Linked DNA regions of Mus musculus: all the other regions are linked to region 1. The links are chromatin contacts, called in public HiChIP or PLAC-seq and promoter capture Hi-C maps. All regions are on one chromosome and are shown on one strand. The core of a region is the stretch at or near the end of the contact, and the rest is flanking DNA. Distances in the headings are between cores, read along the strand shown. Region 1 holds the start of Dlx1 (distal-less homeobox 1). Region 2 holds the start of Rapgef4 (Rap guanine nucleotide exchange factor (GEF) 4). Region 3 holds the start of Cybrd1 (cytochrome b reductase 1). Region 4 has its middle 5.5 kb from the start of Gm39576. Region 5 holds the start of Pdk1 (pyruvate dehydrogenase kinase, isoenzyme 1). Region 6 has its middle 19 kb from the start of Dync1i2. Region 7 overlaps Itga6 (integrin alpha 6).

Region 1 (2,827 bases), core at 212-2,711:
AGAGAGAGAGAGAGAGAGAGAGAGAGAGAGAGAGAGAGAGAGAATGAGAATGAATCCCCTGTACTCATATCTGTAACGACATCACCGATGTAATTTGTTTTGAATGTTCATTTTTATTGGTGTTCCCTCTGCCAAAATGTGCTTGATTACAGAGGTCTCCCTGTGATCACTGTGCACTCCAGATAGGGGAAGGTGCCGCGGCGCAGGTTCAGCTCAGGCCAGATCAAATCCCCGGGCTGTTTAACGCTGAAAGGCTGCATGTTGCTATTAGTGTTAAATATATGGCTAATTATGCGTATGAAAATTAAACATCAGTGTTATGCTAATGGGGCGCCTTCAGCTGCGGATCTGAGCACTTGAGACTACCATTTAATCAAATGAATCAGTAACTAATACGTGTGCACGTGTGAACTTTCACAAGATCATTTCCCCCGGTCCCCGTCACACCGCTAAATTATGAAAGAAATAATTATCAACACTTTCTAATTACCTAACAAAGTAATTTGGGATTCATCGTGGGGCTGGCGGGATTGGGAACCAACAGTCCCTAGCAACCAGCGTAGTTTGCGCCACGCGAGGTGGTGTGTGGTAGTAGTGGGGGGGTGGAGTGCGAGAGAATCTTTTGTGCACTTTTCAACACTTGCACCCAGATGGTAGACAGCGCGCTTTGGCAGCTCTTTCCTTCACCAGCTTCCCCACCTCACCCCCGGGCCCGGAGGCTCCAGCTTTGGCCACTGGAGGTGAGGAAGAGATCGGGCGACAGAGAGGGGCATATCTAAACACAAATATTCAAGCCTACCACTGATCAGGATTTGCTGAGGGTGTCGGTGTCTCCCTAGGACTCCCAAACCCCAAGTACTCTGGCCAGACCCCAGGAGGTCGGAAAATGACCACCTGGCAGGAGTTCGATGCACCAGCCACCAGGCGACTGCGGGCCCTCAGGACTCCACGCTGAGCCGCGCCCTCGGGGCGAGTGAGCCCGGGGCTCGTGGCTCAGGGGGAGTGGAGAGGGGAGGGGGAGGCAGGAAGGTTGGGAGGGAAAGGAGGGGGGAGGCGGTGCGGCCGCCTTTCCTGGGTGGAGAAGCGTGGGTTCCTGGCTCTCCACGCGCACTGCTTTGATCAGACCCGTGCAGCCTCGAGCTGGAGTGGCCAGCTGGGCCTGGAGAGATGCGAGCAAGCCCCTGGGAACGGTGGCAACGGCGGGGCGGCGGCCGAGTGAGTGAGTTGGGCCAGAGGGCCCCCAAACCCAGATCCCCGGGATGTGGCCGAGAGAACCCCAACCTGGGAGGCGCGGCCTGGAGCGCGCTGAGCTAGGCACAAGACGCTCAGAAGGACCGCTGGCTGCAGGCTACCTGGGTTGTCGCCCAGTGCGCGACTCCGCGATCCAGAGACCGCGGCCGGACTCTGGAGCGGCGCTCCGCACCGGACTAGGTGACCTCAAGAAGAAGTGGTCCGGGGTCCCAGGCGTTGGGGGCGGGCGAAGGGTGGGGACAGCAAGGGGGAGGGCGACGGCAGGGCGCGGCTGGTTGGTTTCTGGGGCGGGAAGCGCGCGAGGGAGGCGGGAGGCTGGAGTCGCGCGCCTTCGAGGTTCCTGCGCGGACGCCGCAGCCCATTGTGCGTCCCGCTCCGCGCGCTCTGTTGCAGAGGAGCCCCGGCCGGGACGTGTGGACCGGATTCTCCCCAGGCCGGGCCGCGTCGCCCGCTCTAGTCCAGCCGAGCCCGAGCTTCTCGGACCAATCCCCGGTGATTATGCAAGAGAGCCGACCAATCAGCTCCACCAGCTCATGAATATTTATGACCTTGGCTGAGTCAAAGCTTTGAACCGAGTTTGGGGAGCTCGGCAGCATCATGCTTAGACTTTTCAAAGAGACAAACTCCATTTTCTTATGAATGGAAAGTGAAAACCCCTGTTCCGCTTAAATTGGGTTCCTTCCTGTCCTGAGAAACATAGAGACCCCCAAAAGGGAAGCAGAGGAGAGAAAGACCCACACCCAGACCCCGCGAGAAGAGATGACCATGACCACCATGCCAGAAAGTCTCAACAGCCCCGTGTCGGGCAAGGCTGTGTTTATGGAGTTTGGGCCGCCCAACCAGCAAATGTCTCCTTCTCCCATGTCCCACGGGCACTACTCCATGCACTGTTTACACTCGGCGGGCCATTCGCAGCCCGACGGTGCCTACAGTTCGGCCTCATCCTTCTCCCGACCGCTGGGCTACCCCTACGTCAACTCGGTCAGCAGCCACGCGTCCAGCCCCTACATCAGTTCCGTGCAGTCCTACCCCGGCAGCGCCAGCCTCGCCCAGAGCCGCCTGGAGGACCCAGGTACGTGCGCTTGCCAGGGACAAGGAGAGAAGGGAAGGAGAATAGGAGAGAGGGGGAGAAGGGGAGGGGGAAAGAGAAAAGACAAGAGAGTGTGGGGTAGAGAGGTGGGTGGGGGTGGGGAAAGCGCGGAAGTAGTAGAGGTTTCGGATATCAATCTGTGGATCCTTGTCACTGAAAAGAAAAAAATTATAAGTCAATTCAATTTACAACTGTCCAGCAAAGGATAAATCCGAGCGCGTCTCCTGGCACTGGCTGGGCCTCTGGGCCGCTCGGTGCGCCGAGCACACAATGCCCTGCTGGAAAACAGAAACCCACATGTGCACGTATTAGTCTCGGTAATTATTTATTGCGTAGCGCTATAAACAATGTATGCAATTAAGGGTAATTAAACCTCAACTACCGCCTGCAAAAAATAGCAAACTTTCTCTGCAAAGGCAATAGCTGCGCTCTTGGGAACGACCCAATTCTGTCTGCAGCAGCCAGGGACGTGCGCTCGGACCTTGA
Region 2 (2,827 bases), core at 157-2,656, 450 kb after region 1:
AAGCGTTCAGTAACCTTGAAATGTCCCAATAGCTCAGATACCTTTATAAACAAAAAATATTTAGAAGACATGTCTCCTTCACACCATATAAGATGACACCTTTGGAAGTCTTTATGTGGTATAATATGTTAAGAGATATTTATGGTAAATAATAGAGATTAACGGAATGAAACTCAGCTGAGGGACAAGCCCAGAACAGGGAGTTTCTGCTGAAAACACTTGGTTGTGGGTCTGAAACCAGATCCTGTCTATTGAACATGGGGAAATGGAAAATTTTTCTGGAGAGATTTAAGGTCAAGGTTGTTGTAAGAGAATCAAAGCATCCCAGAAGGCACAGGCTGTTTCCTGCTCCCCAGTCTCCCTGCATCGGCCCTAAATGGGCGGTGTGTGTAGGGACAGTAGCAAATGATCGAGGATAAAGCCCTGTTCCGTTCCACCCATGCCTATTCCTAAGTGTATGTCACAAATATCGAAACAGCGCTTGATAGGAGTCCAACAGATTTAACTTGTCCCCAAATTCCTGAACAACGGTCCATGTAAATTTATTTCTTTTTATTTTTTTATTTTTTGGCAGGGTATAACTGAACGACTTCTAGGCATAACACTTACAGTGAACACCTACAGGAAGACAGGCAGCTGTGGCCACCCTCCGCACTGAACCTGGGAAGAGGAAGGCTGTGGGAGAGTAGAGGCTAACCACCCAAGTTCATGGAGTGCCCAGGAACTTGGCTTCCAGGCCTGAAACCTTAGTTCTGCATGGGTCTCAGGGATATCCCATTCTTAATTGCTTCTTTTTGTCGTGGTTGGGACATGGAGTCCAAGTAAGTCTGAGGTTCAAGGCCAGTGACTTCAGTTTGCACCCCCTTTTAATCCTCTGGTCTCCTGGGTCCTTTGCTTCAGACTGTCTCTGTTTTTCCCAGCCCCCAACGCCCCTCAACCTTCCGAATCATTTATCCTTTGGGGTCCACATCAAGAGACCATGATGTCCCCCACCCCCACCTCATCGCAAGCCTTCCCAGCCCTGCCCTCTCTCATCCCAATTTAAACAGCAGACTGTAAAGGTGAGCTGGGATCAGCTAGCAAGTTTTGACAGCCACCGAGGAGGACTAATGGGTTTCTAAGGAAACGGAGAGGCAGCAGCCATTTTAGTGGCATTTGCTGTACGAAAAATATATAGAGTCTGACATCCCCTCCCCACGCGCAACCGGGTGGCATCGCAGCAGAACTCCCCCTTCTTCCCTCCCCCGAGGTGAGGGTAGACGCGGGCCTGGCGGAGCGGGGCACCTGCCGCAGGTGTCGTGGGGTCGCCGCTCCTGGCGGGCGGGCGGGGCGGCTGGGCTCCCACGCGGGCGCCGCAGTGCAGCGCGGGCCTCGCGCCTGGCCCGCCCCTCGGTCCCCGCCCCGCAGGCCGCGGGAGCCCGCCGGGAGGCGCGCGGGAGGTGGCCGCGGCCCGGGGCCACCGCGCGCTGCTGCCCAACATGGTCGCTGCGCACGCTGCACACTCTCAGTCCTCGGCCGAGTGGATCGCCTGCCTGGATAAAAGGTACGTGGGGTGGGGTGCGGGATCTGGGTCGCGGGGGTCCACTCGTGGGGTGCCACCTGCGGGAGAGCATTCCACGTGCCGGGAACAGAATGCGGCGCCGTGGGGGACAAGGTGCCAGCCTGCCCTGGTCCCCTTCCGCCCCGCTGCGACTCCACGCTCCATTCATGGGTGGGTGGGTGGGTGGTTTCCAATGGGCACTAAGACCAGGGAGGGTACATACATGCGAGCTTCAGGCTGTCCAGACCCTCAGGGAGAATGTCATTTAAGTTTCCAGGAGGGGCGGGGAGAAGGGGGGTATTCATGCAGGTGCAGTCACCTTTTTTGTTTCCGGAAAACCAAGTGTTAGGGACTCAGTGGAGCTGTCAAGTCCCTTGCTGAAATCCACAGCCCTCTTCCCGCGGGCGCTCTCTCAAGGTCTGTGTTAGGAAGGTCACCGGAGGCGTCTTAATCTTCTGCAGAAAAGACCCTCACTCTAAAGAGAAATTTAAACCGCAGAGAGTGCTGGCTCTCGCCAGCCTCTGATGAAGGTGCCGTGGGTGACAACACACTGCAGTTGTTTCTAGGCTCTGTCGGTGGAATTTTCTGTTTGTCCAGATTGCAAATTTAACAGTAAACATTACACAGTATGTTAGCAATTATAGTTTATTACCCTAAGGAGAAAGGTGATGCATCTGAACTTTGAAAGAAACAAGCAAACGCCTTGCAGCGTGACCAGCCTCTGAGTCCCAGAGTTTGGTGCCAAAGGCCAGTGATTCACATCCTTCAGCAATCTGCATGATATCCGAATTGCATTTGTGGGAATTATTTTGTGCTCTGCCATATTGAAAATTTTTCAATGAACAGATTTGTGACCGGATCAAACTTGAGGATCTGAAGAGTGGCCGGCTGTGCCTGTTCCACTATTGTAGGCCTTTGATGGAAAGATATTAACTAACTGAAAAGAGCTAAATGAACTCATTTGAATAACTTAATGTGATAAACATTCTCGATTTTTAGTTACTACACAGTAGCAAGAATATTTTTGGCAGGCATTGCCCCATTTCTGACTAAAATGGTATGTTCTAATATTAGAGAAATTATATGCAGTAAACAGTAAGACAATTGAAGAGATGGTTAAGTCATACAGAATTCTGTGGAGGAATTAAAGGCACATTTAAGCCAAGAGCTTGCTAATGTGATCAGTAATCTAAATTTAATACTTTAGGAAAAGTGAATTATAAAACAAGAGATAATCAGGCGCTTGCACTTAACCTATAAATAGTGCTTCCCGTGAGTGATAATTTT
Region 3 (2,827 bases), core at 119-2,618, 410 kb before region 1:
ACCATTCCTTGATGAGCAGGCACATATGCACATGTGTGTGCTCACGTGTGCACATGCGCACACACAGGTGTGCACACACAGAGACACACTCGCGCGAGCTTTGCGCGCGCGCGCGCGCGCACACACACACACACACACACACACACACACACACACACACACACTACCTTTCCTGTGTTTTGTAAGGTCTCTAAGGGCTAGAGGGAGCATTCCCAAATGCACTTTGGAAGCCGAGGCATCCAGCACCCTTTTCCTCTGATAGTGATGCTCAATGTCTCACCTAGAAGGGCAAGGATAACGGAAAAGGACAGGAAGCCAGTGTCTCTTCATCAAGTTAAGTCACTCAGGGAGGTTTAAGGTCTAGGCTCACATTGGTTTGAGCAGGCAGACATCTTTAAACTCATTTTAGCACACTCCAGGCAAGTCCAGGGCTGTGACTGCCTGTCTTCCCTGGCGCAACTGCAAGTTGCAGGTGGCTTATATTCTGTTATTTCTGTCTTTTCCAGCTGTTATTGTTACTATTTTTGATATCGGATAGCATGTACCTCAGGCTGGCTTCACACTCTCCATGTAACTGGGGATGATATTAAACATCTGATCCTCCTGCCTCTACTTTTCCCATGGTAAAATTATAAGGGGTGTGTCACTTCTAAGGACTGTTCTAAGGACTGTGCCCAGGTCTTTGTGCGCGCTAGGCAAACCTAAGTAAGACCAATTTAGCTGCGCTTTCAGCCTTCTCTTTCTCTCTTCTCTGTTTTGATGTTGAGGCAGGCTTTCTATAGCGGTCTGGTCTGGAACTCTCTATGTAGCTTAGAGTGGTTTTACACTTGTGGCTATCCTCCCGCCTCAGCTTTCTGAATGTTGGGGTCACAGGTGAGCTCCACTACACTCTCATCCCTACAGGTGCTTCCTTACACGGTAAGGCCAAGTCCACTGCTGCCCTCAGCAGCAGACCCTCTGGGGGGTCAGGAAGCCTGGATAACTACAACCGCAGGCTTCACCACTTTCAGTGAATCTGTCTCTGGTGACAAAGAGTGTGTACCACCGCCCTCCACAAGAATAAGGAAACAAGGCGCATAGAGTTGAAGCAAAGTGGTAGGCTTGAGCTCCTGGGCGCTGTCTTGGTGAGGAACTGACTCACACTCAAGGAGGTTGGATGCTTCTTCAGGTGGTGGCCACCACGGCAGCCAGAGCTCACGGTGCAGCCGCGTGATCGGGGGTGGAGGATGGGGGATAAGGGGTGGGACCGTCTGGAGCTTGGGCCCGCGGCACCCCCGGGAGGCCCCACAGCCTGTTACCCTAAGAAAGCCCCTCCCCACGGGCGGAGACGGCGCCGAGAAGTCGCCGCCCCGGCCCCACCGCCGGGCCAGTACCCCGAGGCCACGGCCGCAACACCAAGTTCTCCAGCAGGCTGTCGTGGAGCATGGGGTGCTGATGGCCATGGAGGGCTACCGGGGCTTCCTGGGGCTGCTGGTGTCCGCGCTGCTCGTGGGCTTCCTGTCGGTGATCTTCGTGCTCATCTGGGTCCTGCACTTCCGAGAGGGGCTTGGCTGGAACGGCAGCGGGCTCGAGTTTAACTGGCACCCGGTGCTCGCGGTGACCGGCTTCGTCTTCATCCAGGGCATCGGTACTGGGATCCTCGAGGGGGTTGGTGGGGTCACTGCGCGATGGGACCCGGGACGCCGTCGTGGATTCCAAGGAATTCATGAAACTAGGGAAAGTTACTCAGGTGGGCAGGGCCTGCGCAGTCAGGGACGCGAAACCCCAGCTTCGGTGAGGCTGGCCTTTGAACTTGCTTCAGGTCTCCTAGGCGGGGAGCTCAAGTCTCCGCGCAGCATCGTCAGTTGGTGCCTCTCCATCCTTTCCCCTGTCCTGTTCTTTCCTCCGGAGTTCTGGGCACCTCCATCAGTCACCGGCTGCTGCCTGGCTGCGCTCCATTTGTTGATGTGGCGAAAGTTCCTTGGCGGAGTTTTGTGGTCTTGAATCTGACAGGGAGATGAAAGCTGAGAGTGGCCCCAAGGGACCGCTGGACGCCCGGGATCCATCTATCTCTCTCTCTCTCTCTCTCTCTCTCTCTCTCTCTCTCTCTCTCTCTCTCCCCCTGCAATTCTACTCTTCATCTTCACTGTCTTCTTCAGCTAATGGGGCACCGCACGTTTCACTTTTCCAAAAAGGCGGTGACAGCGAGAATGCATTCAGAAAAGCCAAGCTGTTGTGCTGGGCTTGCTTAGCACAAACTGTTTGAGAGGCTCGGAACAGGTTCTAGCAGCCTGGCTTCTGAACAGGCCTCCTCTTCTTCACCAATACTAAAAGTCCCACAAATGAGCAAACAGAAGCACTGGCTTCGTTCCTAAAGAAAAATGTGTGTGTGTGTGTGTGTGTGTGTGTGTGTGTGTGTTGCACCCCCCGCCCTCCCCCCCCAACCCCGCGCATGCTTTAAACCGGTGCTACGGCCTCCAGCAAGAGTGGTCAGCCTTCTTCCATGGGAATCTGGAGAAGGTAATACTAATGCTGAGCTACTGTGGTGTGAGGTAGGCATCCAAGCCATTTCGCTGCAGAGTTCCCAGCTATTTGGCCACTACCCTAAAATGAGAAAAACATATCCAGGTTCTAAAGTTCCAACCACCAGAAGCACTCTTTCCATCACGGTGGAGCGCTTTCGTTTGGCCAGAGTTGTTAATATCCTCTGTTTAATTAAATAGTCCCAAACACCTCTTCGTGGCTTCCAGCCACCCAGAACAGCTCCGGACGCCGTGAGACCCTTTAGATGTTTGGACGGAGTGCTGTAGTTGAGGGTGAGGGAAACACAGATGACAGCGGGTTACCT
Region 4 (2,827 bases), core at 220-2,719, 370 kb before region 1:
AACTCACTCTGTAGACCAGGCTGACCTCAAACTCAGAAATCTGCCTGCCTGTGCCTCCCTAGTACAGGGATTAAAGGTGTGCGCCACCACTGCCCGGCCATAGTAGATTTTCTAACCTGAGGAAATTAACATGTTACTCCGACAACTTTTGAGAGGAAATAAGAATTCTCTGTCTCTCTCTGTCTCTCTGTCTCTGTCTGTCTCTCTGTCTCTCTGTCTCTCTCTCTCTCCTCATTCAATAGGATCTTAACATATAGCTCAGGCTGTCTCAAACTTGGGATCCTCCTGCCTCCACCTCCCAAGCACTTGAGATTAGAATTCACCACCAAGCTAGATGAGAGACTTAAGCAGACATCTCATTGGTTTTCGAGGTCACAAAACCATGTCGCACAGTGTTCTGCAGCAGAGCTTACTTCTGAGTAGCTGCCCTTGTGCATGCTTTAGGGAGGACAGAGAACAGTCTTGTGTGTCGACTCGAGCTTTCCACCTTGTTAAGAAGGGTCCACCTTGTGTGTGCTGCCATGCTCTGTACTCCAGACTGACTGGCCTACAAGTGTCCTGGCAACTCTCCCATCTATGCCTGTCATCTCAACATAGAAAAGCTGGGGCTGCAGCTGTGCATTGAAGCCTAACTTCCCTTCACCTGCATAAAGTCTCAGACCTCACTTCTAATTTCCATCCAAGTCTTGTCCAGTTTTTTCTGTCCCTTATCCTAGGAAGGAGGACTATTAGTCAGAGTTCTCTGGTGGAACAGAATTGATGGAGTGAGTCTATATTAAAGGGGGATTTGTTATATAGGCTTTCATATGGTCTGGATAGGATAGTCCAGCCATGGTTATCTTCCGGGGGCGGGGGCGGGGGCGGGGGCGGGGGCTGAGAACCAATCGCTGCTCAGTCTCAGAGGCTGGGGTCTAGCAGTCACGATCTGCTCTGAAGACCTATGTGATTCCCGGAGAACCAGTGAGCTTCAGTCCACATCGGAAGCCTGAAGGTTCGGTGATATTAGTGAAGGGACAAACGCGGCAGCAGCAGCAACAGCAGCAGCATTAACAGGAGGGTAAGTGAACTTGCCAGTGAGACTCAAAGGCGATGGAGCAAAAAGCTTTTCCCCTGGGACTTTGTTTTATCGGGGTTGCCATGGCAAGGTGCTACCCACATTTAGCGTGGCTCTTCCACTTCAGTTAACAGAATCATGAAAACCCATCACAGGTGTGTTCTACCGCTGACGCTTGGTTAGCTGCAGACAAGCTGATAAGATTAACCGTGGCAAGAGACAGAGCACATGAGACACTGTCTTATGAGCCCTGACGTAGAAGCCCCGACAGGCCTGCTAACTCCGCATTTGTTTTCTTGGGGAAATGATTCCACTTCTTGAGATTTAATTGTTTAATGATTTCTGTTGCTTTCCAACATCAGCCTAGCAACCCTTCATTAGTGAGTCTGTGACTCACACTATGACATGATAATTAAACCATTAACCCCTTCATGTCAACCTACACAGTGCTCAGCCAGTTCCAATACTGTAGTGTGCTACAAAGATCACTACCGTCCGTATAGACAGCTAATAGTTGCTCCATTGTGCTGTCTCCATGGCAACTCTGAAATGTCAGCTTCATCTGTGCTATAGGAAACCAAACTGAGGTCCAAGTTGTGAAGTGATTTTTTTTTTTTTTTTTTTTTTTACCAAATATCTCATGAGCTCATAGTGGCAAAATGGTCTTGAAAAAAAATTTTTTTCTAGGATGGGCTAAATTTTGCAGAAAATCTCCTATTAAATTGTTCAGAAAAAGAAATAAGATACATGGGGCTGGTGAGATGGCGCAGCGGGTAAGAGCACTGGCTGCTCTTCCGAAGGTCCTGAGTTCAAATCCCAGCAACTACATGGTGGCTCATAGCCATCCATAATGAGATCTGACACCCTCTTCTGGAGTGTCTGAAGATAACTACGGTGTGCTTACATATAATAAATAAATAAATAAATAAATAAATAAATCTGAAAAAGAGAGAGAGAAAGAAAGAAAAGATACATACAGGAATGCTGAACTCTTTCATTTCTTGTTAATCTAAAAGTATTAGCAAAATAAAAATTTGTTTAAAGCGTAAAAAAGGACATGTGATCTTACAAAATTATACACATCTACCATAGTAAACTATCTTTTATATGAGGGGAGGAGGGCAGTGACTCAGTTGAAAAGTGCTTATCACACAAGCTGGAGGACTTGAGCTTGGATCTCCAGGACCCACAGTTGTTCCTAGTGGTGTCTGCCTGTAACCCAAGTACTGCGGAGACAGGTCCTAGCAGACCCCTGTGGTTCTCCAGGTTCAGCCAGAGACTCTGTCTCAAATGTAAGGTGATATCCGAGTTTAGTTTCTGATGCTGTGACAAGATACTGGCCAACAGCAGCTTGGGGGAGGAAAAGGCTTCTGCCGTGACCGTACCTGATTCAAGGACAGCCAGGGCAGGCGCCTGGAGAATGGAGCTGAAGCACAGGCCGTGGAGGAGAGCCATTTGCTGACTTGCTCAGCCTGCTGGACCCTGGACTGCCTGCCCAGGGCGGCACACTGCCCACAATGCACTGGACCCTCCAGTCAAGAAAATGCCTCTCAGACATGCATACAACCCAGTCTGATGGAGGTGATTCCTAATTGAGTTTCCTGCTTCCTAGGTGACTCTAAGTTTGTGTCAGGGTGACAAAAAAACTGACCAGCACACGTGAAGAGTGATAGAGACAGACCTGATACTGACTTCTGGCTTCCATGTACACTGCACATATATGTGCACACACATAAATACAATATACATAAGCATACAATACACAAAAATCAT
Region 5 (2,827 bases), core at 90-2,589, 340 kb after region 1:
AAACCACTTGCTTTTGTTTCCATGCGGACAATATCCCCGCTTTGTGCTACACACAGTTTGTTGGATACAGAATAACAGCTTTCTTTAAAGGGACTCTGATCTAATTTCTGTTTTTCTGTGTATGTTGGGGGAGGGTGGGCAGGTATTTGTTTCTTTGTTTTCAGATAGGAGTCAGAATAACAGGCTGGCATGATTTCGGATGACCTTAGAATTCTCACCTCCCACATTGCTGCTTCCACTTGCAGATCGCTGAAATTATAAACCTGGGCCAACACAATGTGGGGGGGTGGGGTGGGGGGGGTTGCTTTTGTTTTTTCTTTCCTTGTGCTGGGGATGAAACGCAGGGCTTTGGATATGAGCTACATCCCAGACTTCATGATTTGTGTTTTTTCAAAACCCAATAGCGAGCGGGGCAGTGGTGGCGCATGCCTTTAATTCCAGCACTTGGGAGGCAGAGGCAGGTGGATTTCTGGGTTCGAGGCCAGCATGGTCTACAGAGCGAGTTCCAGGACAGTCACGGCTATACAGAGAAACCCTGTCTCATAAAACATAAACAAAACCAAAACAAAACCCAAAAGCGACCAGCATGGAGCTATGAAGTGTTATTCGGTGTGTATTCTACATAATTGATAAACTTCACACGTGGCAGGATAGTTTTCTTGCACCTAAGACACAGCAAATGTTAGGGTAGTTGGATGGGGACTTTACAGTGTTCAGAAGACAGACGTGATTTTCGTGGGGTTAGATATTAAATATGTTCTAATTCTACATTCACTATCTCTATACATTGAAAAGATGGAGCAGGCACATTGTAACTCTAAGATGAGTTAACAGAAAAAGAGCGAGTAGTCTTTAAGTACTGTGGCAATATTGCTTGCATAAAGTGTTTCAACGCGCTCTTCCCGGGACTTTCGTTGCTGTGGAATTCTTTAGAGCCACACCCCCAAGTTCAACTCTTGTACCACTGTTCGGCTGCACCTGCAAATCAAGGGCTTGCATGATCCAAGGGCAATGAGAACAGGCTCATTGCCAACGATCTCGCACAGCCTAGAGCTTTTCCGCTGAGACTGGGAGGGCGGAGGAAGTACGAAAGGGTGCAAAGGGGTGCAACACAGCGCAAGCTGGATCGTTTAAGCCGGGCTCCCACGGCGGCCACTCGCTCCGGGTGGTTTCAGCTGCACCACACCCCACAAAGCTCAGCAGCGCTCCCTTTTTTTTTTTCTTTCCCCGCCTCCGTCCTCCCAGGGCCCCGCCTACATGGGCGTGTCTTTAACCAGGGGCGGTGGCTAGCGCAGCCTTTCGCCCTCCTCCGTGCTGTCCGTGCTCCGCCTACGGGGGCGTGGTTCCAGCGAGGGGGCGGTGGCCGCAGCGCTGACAGCAGCTCCCCGCCCCCGCGGCCAGCCACGTCCCGCACGTAGCGCCCGGGCAGCGGCATACAGCCGCAGGTTGGCGCCCGGAGCTCCGGCTCCTCCGGCGGGGCTCGGTATGAGGCTGGCAAGGCTGCTGCGGGGCGGCACGAGCGTCAGGCCGCTCTGCGCCGTCCCCTGCGCCAGCCGTAGCCTGGCCTCGGCCTCGGCCTCGGGTTCCGGGCCGGCGTCGGAGCTTGGCGTTCCGGGCCAGGTGGACTTCTATGCGCGCTTCTCGCCGTCGCCACTCTCCATGAAGCAGTTCCTGGACTTCGGTGAGGGCGGCCGCTGGGCCGTCGGGCCTCTGTGCACGGGCCCCGTCCTCCCAGGCGCACCCCTCCTCCTCCCTCGTGTCGCCCCCCCTGCGTCTTAGGTGCTTCCTTCCTCCTCGGAGGGAGCGGGCGCTGGAAGGCCGGGCACGTAACAGGGACGTGCGACTATAGTGTGTTTAAAAAAAAAAAAAAAACTACAAACCCAAAAAAACAAAGCAGGGGGCCCGCGGCTGCAGCCTTCCGCGCACGTGCGTAGGTGCGCGCTTGGGGACCTGGTGTCTTTGGGGATGCCTTGCTCAGGTTCAAGGCCAGGGCTCAAACTGCTTCGAGGGTGGTGTTCTGCAGAGGCGAGATCGGTGCCAGCACAGTGGCGATCGTTTGGAGTGGCGTGATGGCTGGAAAACAAGTTACTACTGGCCCAGTGCTTTCCTCGCCAGTGTTTTCACCGAGAGCAAATTCGTTTCAACAGCAGCCAGTCTCAAGCACGTGTAAAGTGCATGGTCTTGTCTGTGTGTAACAGATTGCAGAACTGCAGAATTAGGCCTTTGACTTTTGGCTTCTCATCAGGAGTAATGAGGCGGAAAGGGAAATGCTTAGAATAAACTCTTAACATTGAAATCCGAAAGTTCTGGAGTAGAAAAAGTTATCTTCTGTGTCGTGCTGCCAGGTTATAACATGGTTAGCACGCACGAGAGATTAGTGGTGGGGGTAGGTACTTTATCTTAAAATTGTGGTTTGAAGTGACAGGTGCTTTTCCTTGTGTTTCTTTAGTAAGGGACTATGAAAGGCCCCCGTTTTGTGTGTGTGTTTTGCTTTTATTTGTGAATGCCTGTACTGTGGTGTAGCAATGTTCACCTTGTTCATGAATACGCTATTAAACTTTGGCAAGATGCTTTCCTTAATAATACTGCTACTGTTGACAAGATAGTTTTCTGCTAAGGTTCCATCTGCGAGGTCCACTTAGTTTCAAATGGATTGCTGAAATGTGACTTTTTTAGTTCAAGTGAAGGTGCTTGCCAGGGGAGGGACACTTATCAACTCTTCTGCCAAACATCTGGATTCAAGAGTGGAGGAAGGGGGAGGTGATGGTCTCAGGAATCAGACAACTGAGCTGGTTCCACTTGATGGTTGGTGATACTGTGTTGATGG
Region 6 (2,827 bases), core at 216-2,715, 340 kb before region 1:
TAATAGAAATATGCATTAAGAGCCAGCATAATAAGCCAGCATTCTTGGGAGACATTGTGGATAAGAGATTGTCAGGGTTTGTACATATGAGGGAAAGTCTGATATCTAGAAACAGCACATTGGAGAATGGTATTCTGACTTTAATCTTCTGGATGAAACAATGAACTAATTAGCTGCTCTGAGCCATTGATCTACTTTCCACACCTTTGGGGATCAATTTCACCCAATATGGAATTGAGCCAGCCCTGTGTTCCGCACCCCAGCAGTGACCTCTCTGATTCAAATGTAAAATGCTCTTGCAGATGAAATTCACTAGGACAAAATGTTCAATAGAAAGATTACATTTCCAGTGGGGCAGAAAGATATTTGCCAGCATCTCATTAAGGCTTCGATACAAAGTCTCGGATTTCAATCAGAGCTGAGATAGAATGGCAATAATCCAGGAACGAGACGGAGCTAAGGCTTTGTTTCCCAAAGCATTATGCATTTCTCCCCCCATCTACAATAAAATCTTGAAAAAATTTCCAGGAGAATAGATATGGAAAAGAAATAACCCCGTAGTCATTTTAATGTCAGCTGCTCAACGCGCTCTGTGAAGCCTCCCTAGCCAGATAACTTTGGCTTCCTCTCACTTAAGGGGAAGAAAGGTGACATCATTTACATTTAGCCCAACCCGTGAGAAAGGCTGGCAAATCTCTGCCTCGCGAAGGCAGCAACCATTCTTCCACCTCTGCAGCCCCACCTCCCATCATTAATATGGCCCATCCATTTCCCCACCAGCATTTTATTCTCTACCCCTAGAAGTAATTTACCGACTTAATGGAAATGTGAGAGATTTGCTTTAACAGACTTTATGAATGTAAGCAGAGGTCCCGCTGAACACTTCCCTCTGGAGAGAGGTTATCCTTTGGCCAGAGGGCATTTGTAATAGTTCAGTAATCAAAAAAGATTTGCCTCTTCGGACTTGCTAATTTGCTCAGTCTCTTAAGTAACAAAAGGGTCTAAACTCTGCCTCTCAATTTAAAGCGAGCCGAGCCCGGTAAAAGCTTCCAGCTTAGCAAGAAACCCGAGAATTCACATCTGAGCTTTTAGCCCCATTTCAATTTGTGCAAGCCTAATATCACCAGGGCTTGATTTTGACTGTAGGGAAGGTGTGCCTTTTCCTGGAATTTAGTTCTTTATCCAGGAGGGGGCCGCTTGGGAAGCCTACGGACAGGGCAAACTGCCGCACAGATAAAGCTCGTTTTCCTTGAACGATCAGAATTTTTGAGTACAAAGCAGGTTCCACTGGAAAGTGAAACGTCTGCTGTCAAGTCAGGACTCTGGACTGGGTTTTGATGAGAGGGTAGAAGAAAAAAATCAACCGCATTCTTCCTAAATTGCACGGTTGCATATCAGTCAGGCACAACTGTGTCGCTGAATCCACAGCTGTGTCCGCGGTGTATAGGAAAGTGCCGGGCAGTAGGAGGCTCCGTCAGGACCACTGAATGGGTGACTGTAATTGAGAGGCACCATTGCCATGGTTCAGCCGTGGAGAGAAATGTCCCTTGGCTTCCTGTTGTCTCCCCAGTCCTTGACTAACACTTTTGGGCTGTTTGCATCAGCTCTTCCTGCCTTCAGATGCTGAGTCCGGCTGGAACAGGCTCGCCATACAACTTCATGGAAAAATGTATGGTGATGACTGGGGGTGGGTGGGTGGGAGGTGGGGTGGTCCCTTAACCCAGAAGGCAAGTGGAAGGAGACATTTCTATCTATAATTTTGACAAATAGGCCAAATTGCTAGCACTATTCAAAATTTTTTGGTTGTTTATTATTGTTGTTTTGAGACAGGGTCTCATATAGTCAGGGCTAGCCTCAAACTCACCAAACAGTGGAGGATGACTTTAAGTGCCCGGTCTTCCTGGCTCCACCTTTAAATTGCTGAGTTTGCAGGCCTACACCACCACACTCGGGTGTCTAGAGGGGTTGTCTCACTGTCAGCAAAATCCTTGCCTGACCATGGCTTCATGCTAAGTAGACGGGCAGGTAGGAGAGTGCCTCTACCCAGGTCTAAATGAACTAAACTATCTCCTCTGGAAATATTATCCCATGGATTACTGGATTTTCATCAGGCTTCCCTCGCCCCTCCCAAATATGACGAGAGACGAAGACAACCACAGTTGGCTTGTTAGCATGTAGAAAGAATGACAGCTAAGAATAGAACACATTTAAGGAGCTGGATGTGGCTAGCTGATGGAAATAGAAGCAAGGTGATGTCCCTTTCCAAGCAGTCATCATGTCTGTTAACATTCTTCCAGAAACATCTTGGTGGTCCTAATACAAGTTTCCTCAGCATTGTCTGAGCTCCAGCCAAGGACTTTTACCTGGCCTGTCTCATGGCAGATTGGCATATTTACTTTCATATTAAACTCTTTCAAGGACCGAAACATAATGAAGAACTCCCAGATAAGAGTACTACTTTGTAGACTATGACTTCCGTAGACAGTTCAGTTGGTAAAGTGCTCGCTGTGTAAGAGCTAAGACCTGAGTTCCATCACCAGCACCATCATCAGTGCCAGGCATGGTTATCCTAGAGCTCTGGAGACATAGATAGCAATTCCCTGGGGCTCACTGGTCAGCCAGTCTAACCCACTTGATATGCTCCAGACCAGTTACAGACGTCTTGAAAATAAATAAGTAAATGAGCAAATGAACAAATAAGTGGATGGCTAGTGACTGGGGAATGACACCTGAAGTTGTCCTGTGGTCCCCTCACATGCTTGCACATACATGTATCCACAGTCACCCACCCATACATACACACATATGCCTCACACAGACACAAAGG
Region 7 (2,827 bases), core at 144-2,643, 310 kb after region 1:
TTATTTTTCCCCCTCAGGGTCTGTAAAACAAAGAAAAAGGCCTAAGTAATTCGTTCTTTGTTAGAAAGTCATCTTCTGATGCCCTTGGCTGAAGGAATACTCTCGTTTACTTCCCTCTCACCAAGCCCAATTTTTTAGTGGTGAAAGTAGACTTGGTATTTGCCAGCAAAGGAGGCAGATGGGTGATAGGCTCAGAGTGGGCAACCACAGTGACTTTGGGTCCAGCTTAACAAACTGGACATGGACTGTGGTGTCTGCCTTATGCCTCGTATGGATTTGGGTCTGCATAGTGCAAATGAGTTCCTAAATGCCGGTGAGCATTGAGCTTAAAGCCTGAAATGGCAAGAGTGGCCGTGGCCCTAAGCCAGCACTCTAAAGAGGCAAGGTCTCCCCAGGAAGGCTGGCTGACCTGAGCGCTATGCAGTCAGGAAGATGGGGATCGGAACTGTGCTCAGTAGTGCAGGTAGGCCACTCTGCCCTCTCACTCTGGGCCTCTGTTGTAGAAAGCTACTCTGACCCCAGCACTGGCTCTGAGCTGTCATGCAGTTCTCCATAACCTTTCCTGTGTGGCTGATGGCAGAGGCAGCTTCATTTTCACAGTAGGGAGGTTTTCCAGAAGCAGGATATGGGTGCCTGGGCCATAGCAGAGGCTTTGCCATCTGCCAGGCAGGGTGCTCACTGAACAATCCACAAACAAGCCCGGGACTTTGCCTGTGCTGACGGGAACATGCCATAACTGCATAAGGTAGTTACTTGTGGATTGAGCAGGCAATCCTTCCTCTTTGACCATTTTCCCCTTCTATTTTTATGACAAAAATCTTCTAATTACTACTGACTATTTCGCAAGCTCTGTTCCTGATCCGTTTGTGGGATTTGTGCTTCCTTGTAGGTTTATGCTGGGAATTTAGCCTATGGGCAATAGGATGTGCTACTTAATTTTGCCATAAAAGGATGATATTATATCGATATACGTTGTTTTCCGACAGGTGATTAACTTAGGCAAGCCTCTTAAAAACCTCGGCACAGCAACCTTGAATATACAGTGGCCCAAGGAGATTAGCAATGGCAAATGGTTGCTTTATTTGATGAAAGTTGAATCCAAAGGTTTGGAGCAGATTGTTTGTGAGCCACACAATGAAATAAACTACCTGAAGCTGAAGGTATGCTGACGGTTTTCCTGCATGCCCCCTCCCCCTCCCCACATCCCCTATCCCCCCCCTCCCCCAGAGTGAGTGGGGTAGGCTCGACTCTGCTCAGGAAGCTGCACTGTGGCGTGCTGACTTTTTCTGTGGGTGTCACAGTTTCCTCATTTATGACTGAGTTAGCCAGTGGGACAGAAGCGGTTTCGCTGATGCATGACTGTTATGGAACATCCACTTGTTGGGGCGAAGGACATTTTCTAAAGTGTTATGACCCAATAAGCTGTGTAAGGAGAACATGCCCCGGGGAGGAAGCAGTGGACATAAGCTGCACAGAGCGTCAGGAAGGCACAGCCAAGGCCTTTGTACTGAGGCAGACGACCTTGAACACTTGCAATCTTATTAATAGTAAGTGTTCATCGAGTCCCTTACTGTGTCACTGCCAGGCCAAGCACTGTGTATATTCTCTTGAGAATTTTGAGATAGTTTTTACTATCTCCCCCTTCCCCACAATGAATGCCCTGAGACATTAAGTACCCTCAAAATGGCACAGCTCTTAAGAGAGAGGTGGATTCTGCATAAGCACCCACCGACTTCGAAGCCTAATCCCTCTACTGCAGCACACTTACATAACTAGCCCAGGTGAGTGAGTTCCAGTGTGGTAGATGGCTGCTCTTTTTCTTTTAAATTCTTAGGGTTTTTGCTGTTGTTTAGTTGGGGTTTTTGTTGTTGTTGTTTTGAGACAAGGTTTCTCTGGGTCGCCCTGGCTGTCCTGGAACTCACCAGGTTGGCCTCAAACTTAGAGATCCCTCTGTCTCTGTCTCCCAAGTGCTGGGATTAAAGACATGAACCACTATGCCTGGCTTGGCTGTTTATTTTTGAGGCAGGTCTTATGTAGCCCAGGCTGGCCTTGAACTTTTGGGGTAACCAGAAATGACCTTGACATCTTGATTCTCCAGCCACTACCTCCCAAGTGCTGGTATTACATCGTGTGCTGCTGCGCCCATACGTGCTAGGCTAGGCTAGGCTAGGCTAGGCTAGGCTCAAACCCAGGGCTTCATGCATTCTAGGCAAGCATCCTGCTAGTTCAGCTACATCTCCAGCCCTCTTATTTTAAATTCCAAAGTGACTGTATAGTCGCAGATTTACAGCTTGCTCCTTGACTCAGCAACACTGAAAAACATACTGGCCTGTTATTTTTATTCTTAAGTATAAGTTGACTATCCCTTTCTAAGCAATCCTAAATGCAAAAATGCTGTAAAGATTGCTCATAGGAGAGACTCACCTTGTATAAGGAAGACATAATGCTAAAAGTTCTTATCTGTCTTAGTCTTCAATGCTCCTCTCTATGTTGATCATACAAAGGGCCTTGTGCTTTCCTGTTGTTCTTCATGGCTTCTTTTCATTATTCCATATGTGCTGACTCTCTCTGATGTGGTGGACATGGGGCTGAATGCTGGGGTAGGGTAGATCTCTGGTTTCTGATCTACTGACTAACAGTTTGATGCTGTGTATTGTGGTTGAGTGGAGAGACAGGAACTGAGGAGGTGTCTTTCTTTCCCCGAGTTTCAGTATCACACTAGGAATAAACTACTTAAATAAATAGAGTCCCCACCGATGAACTTTAAAATGGCCATAATGCTTGCTGGTTTTACCTTTCCTCTGCTTTTGATGGTGGGAAGGAAGAT

The links. Promoter capture Hi-C pulls out the DNA fragments that hold promoters and counts their contacts. HiChIP or PLAC-seq counts read pairs in DNA pulled down with a chosen protein or histone mark.
Region 2: a promoter capture Hi-C map of embryonic stem cells shows a contact between it and region 1, with 4 times the contacts expected there. The contact joins the promoter of Rapgef4 here to the promoter of Dlx1 in region 1. A contact is called at or near these places in 9 of 39 promoter capture datasets (the C10 cell line, cranial neural crest, embryonic stem cells and 5 more) and 2 of 115 datasets of contacts at active chromatin or transcription factors (both in embryonic stem cells).
Region 3: a contact with region 1 is called in an H3K4me3 HiChIP or PLAC-seq map of embryonic stem cells, with 2.8 times the contacts expected there. The contact joins the promoter of Cybrd1 here to the promoter of Dlx1 in region 1. A contact is called at or near these places in 1 of 39 promoter capture datasets (the C10 cell line), 1 of 15 datasets of contacts at CTCF or cohesin (embryonic stem cells), 8 of 115 datasets of contacts at active chromatin or transcription factors (bone marrow-derived macrophages, embryonic limb bud, embryonic stem cells and 2 more) and 1 of 9 other capture datasets (adipose tissue).
Region 4: a contact with region 1 is called in an H3K4me3 HiChIP or PLAC-seq map of embryonic basal ganglia, with 3 times the contacts expected there. The contact joins the enhancer-like site here to the promoter of Dlx1 in region 1. A contact is called at or near these places in 20 of 39 promoter capture datasets (the 3T3-L1 cell line, 3T3-L1-derived adipocytes, the C10 cell line and 12 more), 2 of 484 Hi-C or Micro-C datasets (bone marrow-derived macrophages and cortical neurons), 18 of 115 datasets of contacts at active chromatin or transcription factors (the NIH/3T3 cell line, T-cell acute lymphoblastic leukemia, VIP interneurons and 11 more) and 3 of 9 other capture datasets (adipose tissue, liver and pancreatic islet).
Region 5: a promoter capture Hi-C map of embryonic stem cells shows a contact between it and region 1. The contact joins the promoter of Pdk1 here to the promoter of Dlx1 in region 1. A contact is called at or near these places in 13 of 39 promoter capture datasets (the C10 cell line, the HPC-7 cell line, cranial neural crest and 7 more), 3 of 484 Hi-C or Micro-C datasets (bone marrow-derived macrophages, cardiomyocytes and embryonic stem cells), 6 of 115 datasets of contacts at active chromatin or transcription factors (the 230-238 cell line, the SCID.adh cell line, embryonic stem cells and 2 more) and 3 of 9 other capture datasets (adipose tissue, embryonic tail and pancreatic islet).
Region 6: a contact with region 1 is called in an H3K4me3 HiChIP or PLAC-seq map of embryonic forebrain, with 2.4 times the contacts expected there. The contact joins the enhancer-like site here to the promoter of Dlx1 in region 1. A contact is called at or near these places in 18 of 39 promoter capture datasets (the 3T3-L1 cell line, 3T3-L1-derived adipocytes, the HPC-7 cell line and 13 more), 1 of 484 Hi-C or Micro-C datasets (bone marrow-derived macrophages), 5 of 115 datasets of contacts at active chromatin or transcription factors (craniofacial prominence, embryonic basal ganglia, embryonic forebrain and 2 more) and 3 of 9 other capture datasets (adipose tissue, embryonic trunk and pancreatic islet).
Region 7: an H3K4me3 HiChIP or PLAC-seq map of bone marrow-derived macrophages shows a contact between it and region 1, with 4 times the contacts expected there. The contact joins the enhancer-like site here to the promoter of Dlx1 in region 1. A contact is called at or near these places in 9 of 39 promoter capture datasets (the 3T3-L1 cell line, the HPC-7 cell line, embryonic stem cells and 4 more), 1 of 484 Hi-C or Micro-C datasets (bone marrow-derived macrophages), 9 of 115 datasets of contacts at active chromatin or transcription factors (bone marrow-derived macrophages, craniofacial prominence, embryonic forebrain and 5 more) and 4 of 9 other capture datasets (adipose tissue, embryonic stem cells, liver and 1 more).

What each region holds. Positions count from the first base shown.
Region 1 is chr2:71,527,984-71,530,810 of GRCm38.p6, forward strand. It overlaps Dlx1 (distal-less homeobox 1), which reads left to right and starts at 1,462. Exons shown (of 3, transcript NM_010053.2): 1 at 1,462-2,323. The coding sequence starts at 2,011. It also overlaps Dlx1as.
Region 2 is chr2:71,979,809-71,982,635 of GRCm38.p6, forward strand. It overlaps Rapgef4 (Rap guanine nucleotide exchange factor (GEF) 4), which reads left to right and starts at 1,407. Exons shown (of 31, transcript NM_001204165.1): 1 at 1,407-1,543. The coding sequence starts at 1,479.
Region 3 is chr2:71,116,686-71,119,512 of GRCm38.p6, forward strand. It overlaps Cybrd1 (cytochrome b reductase 1), which reads left to right and starts at 1,369. Exons shown (of 4, transcript NM_028593.2): 1 at 1,369-1,627. The coding sequence starts at 1,435.
Region 4 is chr2:71,159,237-71,162,063 of GRCm38.p6, forward strand. No RefSeq gene overlaps it. Among named protein-coding and RNA genes, the nearest start is that of Gm39576, 5.5 kb to the left of the region's middle. Within about 2 kb of position 1,470, at least 37 of the 459 cell types and tissues checked have an H3K27ac peak or open chromatin away from gene starts, as enhancers often do. A contact at or near this core is called in T-cell acute lymphoblastic leukemia, cortical neurons, embryonic basal ganglia and 3 more, where this site is marked.
Region 5 is chr2:71,871,885-71,874,711 of GRCm38.p6, forward strand. It overlaps Pdk1 (pyruvate dehydrogenase kinase, isoenzyme 1), which reads left to right and starts at 1,340. Exons shown (of 11, transcript NM_172665.5): 1 at 1,340-1,681. The coding sequence starts at 1,486.
Region 6 is chr2:71,191,131-71,193,957 of GRCm38.p6, forward strand. No RefSeq gene overlaps it. Among named protein-coding and RNA genes, the nearest start is that of Dync1i2, 19 kb to the right of the region's middle. Within about 2 kb of position 1,466, at least 11 of the 459 cell types and tissues checked have an H3K27ac peak or open chromatin away from gene starts, as enhancers often do. A contact at or near this core is called in embryonic forebrain, where this site is marked.
Region 7 is chr2:71,842,143-71,844,969 of GRCm38.p6, forward strand. Itga6 (integrin alpha 6) reads left to right here. Exons shown (of 26, transcript NM_008397.4): 20 at 987-1,160. Among named protein-coding and RNA genes, the nearest start is that of Pdk1, 30 kb to the right of the region's middle. Within about 2 kb of position 1,394, at least 52 of the 459 cell types and tissues checked have an H3K27ac peak or open chromatin away from gene starts, as enhancers often do. A contact at or near this core is called in the HPC-7 cell line, adipose tissue, bone marrow-derived macrophages and 1 more, where this site is marked.